2 separate regions of the Gossypium hirsutum genome follow, and region 2 is linked to region 1. A link is a contact called in public Hi-C data. All regions are on one chromosome and are shown on one strand. Each heading gives the region's core, a stretch centred on a gene start, on an enhancer-like site or on the middle of the called end of the contact. The rest is flanking DNA. Distances are from core to core; before and after follow the strand shown.

The links. A called contact is a pair of places that touch in the nucleus more often than the background predicts.
Region 2: a Hi-C map of leaf shows a contact between it and region 1, with 2.2 times the contacts expected there. The contact joins the promoter of LOC107890495 here to the promoter of LOC107956718 in region 1. A contact is called at or near these places in 2 of 34 Hi-C or Micro-C datasets (both in leaf).

What each region holds. Positions count from the first base shown.
Region 1 is chrA12:14,758,538-14,761,757 of Gossypium_hirsutum_v2.1, reverse strand. It overlaps LOC107956718 (heavy metal-associated isoprenylated plant protein 43), which reads left to right and starts at 1,589. Exons shown (of 2, transcript XM_016892274.2): 1 at 1,589-1,736; 2 at 1,874-2,340. The coding sequence starts at 1,652. The coding sequence ends at 2,160.
Region 2 is chrA12:15,083,437-15,086,310 of Gossypium_hirsutum_v2.1, reverse strand. LOC107890495 (lipid phosphate phosphatase epsilon 2, chloroplastic) reads right to left here and starts at 1,596. Exons shown (of 4, transcript XM_016814959.2): 1 at 1,024-1,596; 2 at 699-924; 3 at 537-610; 4 at 131-416. The coding sequence starts at 1,410. The coding sequence ends at 189.

The sequences.
Region 1 (3,220 bases), core at 340-2,839:
AAAAATTCTTAAATATTGAATTAAAATAATATAAATATTTTTTAAAAAATAATATGGGCAAACTTAAGTTAACATTTTACAAATATGAATAGACTTGGTCAAAATTTTATGCTCATATTTCAAATCAAACTAAATTTAGACAAATATAAAATATATCAATATTATACTTAGATTTGATCTGAACCCAACTTCAACCCACCCATAAACAAGACTTCTATGTTACTTGATTGGCGTCCTCGTAACACTTTTAATTAAAAACTAGAATGTTTTTGCCGTTTAGATAGGCTTCAAAATTTTTTAATATAATTTTAATTATATTATAATTATTTATTTGATATTTATTGAAATTGTAGTATATATTTATTAAAGTAATTATGATCGAAATTTTTAATTAAAAATATTATTTTAAAAAATCATTTTTTATTAAATCAAAGGATAAATAATTGCTTTATGTATACAACCTTTTAATTCAAATTATGATTATAACCTCTTTACTATATTTAAATTTAATATTTAAGATTTATATTTTAATTTAATTTAATTTAGTTCTATTTTTAGTTACTTCAAATAATTAGTGCTCTTAATTATTTCGAGTAAAAATATCATTTCAAACTTAACATTATGTGTTAAAAATATGTACTTATCATATTGAAATAGATTTATTTTGTTTGTGTTAGAAAGGTGTTTTTAAAAAAATTCACGACATCATTTTAACCGTAATAATTAAGGATATTAACTATTTGAATCAATTAATGTCATTGATAAAGTAGATGATCTAATTATGTCAAATTAAAATATCAAGACTAAATGCTAAATATTAACATAGCAGAGGGCTCAATGCTGAAAATTTACCTCTATCCTCTAGCGGGAAAAAGGAAAGGATGTTAGACAGAAACGCTTGGGACCTACTTATATTTCAAGACTAAAAAGGACGCGTGTTATAATAAAAATGCTTGGGAGATTCTGTTTATAGAAGTAGTACAGTATCGATAACTAAAACAACACAAATGTATCTCGCATTCTCACCGACTTAAATCCAACTTTTAACATCACATTTATTAGTGGAGTAATTATGTTATCATAAGATAATTAAATTATTATTTCAAAATGTAATGAATTAATTATATTTGTTTTATAGGTAAATATCATCTGCACCACGGTCCACAGCATTGGTTAATATTTGCTTAATAAAAAACAGGACTTGCATATATACCAACATAATGATTTTGGGTCTGTAGTTCATCGATTGCTATTTGCTATGTGATTTAGTTAGCGATGATGGTTCCAATGAGTTGCTGTTTCTTGGCTTGTTAAGTGTGTAAGTGCACCAGATGGTGCATGCTGAAAGCAGAATGCCAGTCTAAGCAAATACATCCAAATATAAACGATAACATATATACGTCAAATGCTAAGAATCCACCACCCAGAAACTATTTGTGATTATATAATTAGATAGGATCTAGGTAAACAGGCAATAGGAAAAACCTCCCTTGCTATGGAGTCCAGGTGAACAAACCAAAGAATCTGATATATATATATATATTTATATATATACCCATCTTTCTCTTTAAATAAGATCATGCTGCTGCAATACTTAACCTAGTTAAGAGTTGCTCTTGATTTAAATTTTAGACACTTTAGTTTGGTTTCCATGGTAAAGAAGACTGTTTTGAAGGTTGATCTCTCAGGCGATAAAGGCAGGAAGAAGCTTCTTAAGGCAATCTCTGGAGTACAAGGTAGACACATGGCTAGAAACAGTACCATATTCCTCTTTGGCTTTGTAATAATTGATGGCAAATTTTGAAGCTGTATCCGAACATGTTTATCAAACATTAATATTTATGTACATATTGTTGAATTTATTGGTGTGCAGGGGTGGATAAGATAGAGGTGGATGCTGCCAAGGGAACTATATCAGTAACAGGCGATGCAGACCCATATGATATTATAGTTCGAACGAGAAAAGTAGGGAAATTTGTAGAGCTGGTGAGTGTAGGGCCTCCCCCAGCACCTCCAAAGGAACCCCAGAAGAAGCCGGAAGAGAAGAAGGCTGAGCCCAAGAAAGATGATAAGAAGACTGACCCAAATCCCCAATTCCACTATCCTGTAGTCTATATGGATAGATATAATGAGCCCAACGTTGGGTGCTCAATCATGTGATAATAATAATAGGTTGTATTTATGTTGATTGGGTTTTAGCTCGATTGATATAGACATTATTGTCAATGTAAGAAGATGTACGTTCAAGTGTGCTGAAGTGTATTATCCTTCTATTTATAGGTTGGGAAGGAACTAAGGATAGTTTTAAGCATTGGGTCAAAAAGAGTAGATATGATCAGAATATATAATGAGATTGTTTAAAAAAATAGTTTTATTTATTTTTATTTAAACTTGCTTTTCAAAACAAACTTTTATATATATATATTAAGTAGGAGATGGGATAACATGATTTGAATTATGACAAATAAGTGTTTAACAAAAATTTTAACCACCATCCCATAAGTTAAGACTAGAAGATCAAAGTTATTTGACAGTTACCTTAATTGCTTTTGCTATGAACAAAATGAGTATACGTGTCCATGGATTTTTTTCCCAATTTTTTACTTAACCTGTCCACTCAACTCGGATGTTTTCAATATTTATCAAAAATGTTGAAGTGTTTTCAAAATATATATTTGGATTGATACTTTACCATTTTTAAATAGAATAAATTAGAAAAATAATTATTTATATATTATTTAAATTATGTTTTGCTCATTAAACATTATTATGAAATAATCTATATAAATACACTAACAACCTAAATCTTGTGGTTTGTTATTTTTGCCATTGCAATTATTAGTAATCTTAGTTTTTTTTTAATATAAAAAGAAAAGGGAGAAGAAGAAAGGGGAGAAGAAGAAAAGAAAAATAAAAAAAGAAAAGTGTAGTGACTCTTTTTCGGCTAAAGTTCAAAAAGAAAAATTCAGCTTGAGGCTTTTCAAAATATGGAAATTTTTTATTTAAGAAAACATGGGAGATTTAAATTAAAGTAAGAGTCGTCGTCGATCTTTTTGGTTAGGTATAAGTGTCATGGGCTAGACCTTTCGTTTTGCAATCTACACGGCCTTAGGCGATTTCTTTGCTTCAAATGTGCCTAAGTCAGCCTAACGCTTTGAAAGTGAGGATTCCCACAGAATTCTTCTAAGGCACTGAATTATAGCGGAAGCAACTCAAACTG
Region 2 (2,874 bases), core at 347-2,846, 320 kb before region 1:
GGTTCAAGGAATTCACGTTTATGTTTCTCTTTTGCGCTCTGTAAAGACAAATAGTGTCAATAGTTCCAAATACATTGTTTTCTTATGCCAGAGCCTGTGATGACTAAGCATTTCTGATAGTTTGAAACTGTTGAGATGGAATCAAATGACTTGTATTAATGAAACTGATTACAACGCAAATACATGGTCTATCTTTCATCCTTGAGCCAATATTGTATCACATATGTAAGAAAGCCTAGGCCAAATCCAGCACAAGCCAAAAGAACAATGACCCTTACCCACAGCGAGGAGTTAAATGCTTCCAAAACAACAGCATCCCATGACAGGTACCATAAAACTGAGAAAATGGAACCTACCACAGCACCCACAAGAATTTGATTCATCGTATGAAGCTTTTGTGACACTCGAAGCCATGACTGTAAACCAGCAATTAGATTAGATGCAATTTTCACAAGCTTCAGAAATCAAAGCTTTTTTCTACTGCTAAAACAATCAAGACTAATCTTTTTAATATAGTTTTCAGGATGTATACTTACAAGATATGAACCAAATGCCAGAGCCAGAACGGAAATGCCCACCGAAAGTTCATTAATTCCTAGCCATTCCAATACTGTGAAATACCAAATACAGAACTACGTTAAATACTAACGCTCAATTTTGGCAGTCTAAAGCGAAAGTGAAAGCAAGGGCTTACTCACATGAAGCTATAGCGAAGACGACAGTGAAGAAGATGGATTGGGCATGAGAAGATGGCATCCCAGGGTCGGACTTAAGGCCGGCCACTGGCCGCTCCTGATTCAGCAACCGTTTCAGTCCAACTGAGAGCACCGCATTCACAATCGACCCCATCGCCATCCATAAAGCCTCCGCGTCAGGCCTCCAAAGTATCACCCCACCAAACAAAGCTGACACCAACCACTTGCTCTATCACCCAACAAACCCAAAACCTCCATCTCAGTAAACATGGAAAATATTACATGCCCAAATAAGTATATCCAAATATATAGAGACAAATAGACTCACCAGACGGTTCAAAGTGGACTCGAAACCTTGAACCCGTATTGATCCGTCAATGAAACCTTCTACTTCTTGTTCAAGCGCTTGAATACCATCGTCTCTGTCCCTAGACTCCTTTAACACAGAAGTTTTAATCATAGTTCTTGAAGAGTCGCGCACCCCAGTTTTATCGGTCAAAATTCCTCCAAGAGAACTTGTTTTGCGGGTTCGGAGATGGAGGAAAAACTCTGGGTCAAACGATTTAAGAAGCTTAGGTGAAGAATTAAGATTGAATTTGAAGACTAGAGGGTGGGAAAGAGTTGAAATCGGAGACATGTTTTTGGGAAGTACTAGGACGGAGGAGGTTGATGAAAGGAAAGGAAGTATCGAAGATGAAGAAGAGAAACATTTCATAAAAGATTTAATTTATTGAAATTGATGAGAATGTGTGGAGCGTGGAGAGAGAAGTAATTTTATATTTTGCAGGTGTTTGGAAGAGTAACAAATGGATGAGAAAATTCCAAGAAGGGGATCTCTTTAGAACCCTAAGTTATGTAAGAACGACAGATCCTCCACGACTGTCCCATCTACGACAATATTTTCCCACGTGTTATAACGTTTTTTATGCATTTTATATTATTAGCGTAGCAAATGTTTTTTTTTTCGTTTTAAATAAATTAGATAATTTTTTTTCTTCATCCCAGGATATTTAGGCTAAATTAGTCATATATATATATATACATGTAAAAATATATTATTCACTAAATAGATGGATTTTTTGAAAATTTTAAAAATAAGTATTTTTTAGTAGAGGGGGAGAAAATAGGGTTTTTTTATTAATATAATACAAAAAAATAAAATAAAACACTAAAATAATATAAACTAAAAATTATGTACCAAAATGGTAAATGTAGGGTGGTGCCGCCTGCTAAAGGCGGCATAACCACCTTACTTTTCTGACAACTATTAGTTAAAAAAAACATAAATTGTTAAAAAAAAAGGAGGATGTACCAAAGGCGACACCAGTTGCTGACGTGGCACAGACGGCACCCACTTCTCCAAACTCTCTATTTAAGCCATCAAACTAAGGCACACACCAGTAAAAAAAATTGTAGAAGAAGAGAGGGAGAAGAGAAGAAAGACAGAAAAAATAATTTTTTCCACTAAAAAAATTACAGAAGAAGAAAAGGAGAAGAGAAGAAAAAGAAGGTATCTTCTTTTTTGTTATTTTTAAATAAAATAGATTATGATAAGAAAAAAAATATTTTGTTAGTATTATATAGTTTGTTTAGTGTTATTTTATGTTTTGTTTTAAAAGTTATTTTGTTTATTGTGATTTTTTAGTAAGTTTTATATTTAGATTAATTATGTGTTTATTGTGAATGTTATGTTTTAAATTTTTTTAATATATTTCAAAGTGTTTATGTTAGTAAAACTATTATAAAGTAATTGTTAATTAGTGATAACAACTGAAAATATTTTTGTTATAGATATTGTTAGAAATGACAACATATTTGGTATTACCTAATGAGATAATAACTTTAGCAAAAAGGGAGAAAGTTGATAAGATGATGAGAGAAGTGCAAGATTACAGAATGAAACCAGAAGAAGACATTATTCAACACCTTATTACCGTAAATCAAAAGATGCAAAAAGTGTTGTGGAAGGGTCATGAAATAATTAGAAAGAATAAAGTGCAATACTTAACCCTTAGAGGGACATTAATAGAACGGGAGCATCAAATCATTTTAAACGAACTTTGGAAGACATCGATACCACGAACCTATTGGAATCTAGTTATAAACTTCGCGAAGTTTATAATCTCTTATGGAGCAAGGAAAATAGCAAGACAAAGTATAAGTTCACGAAAGTTGACTG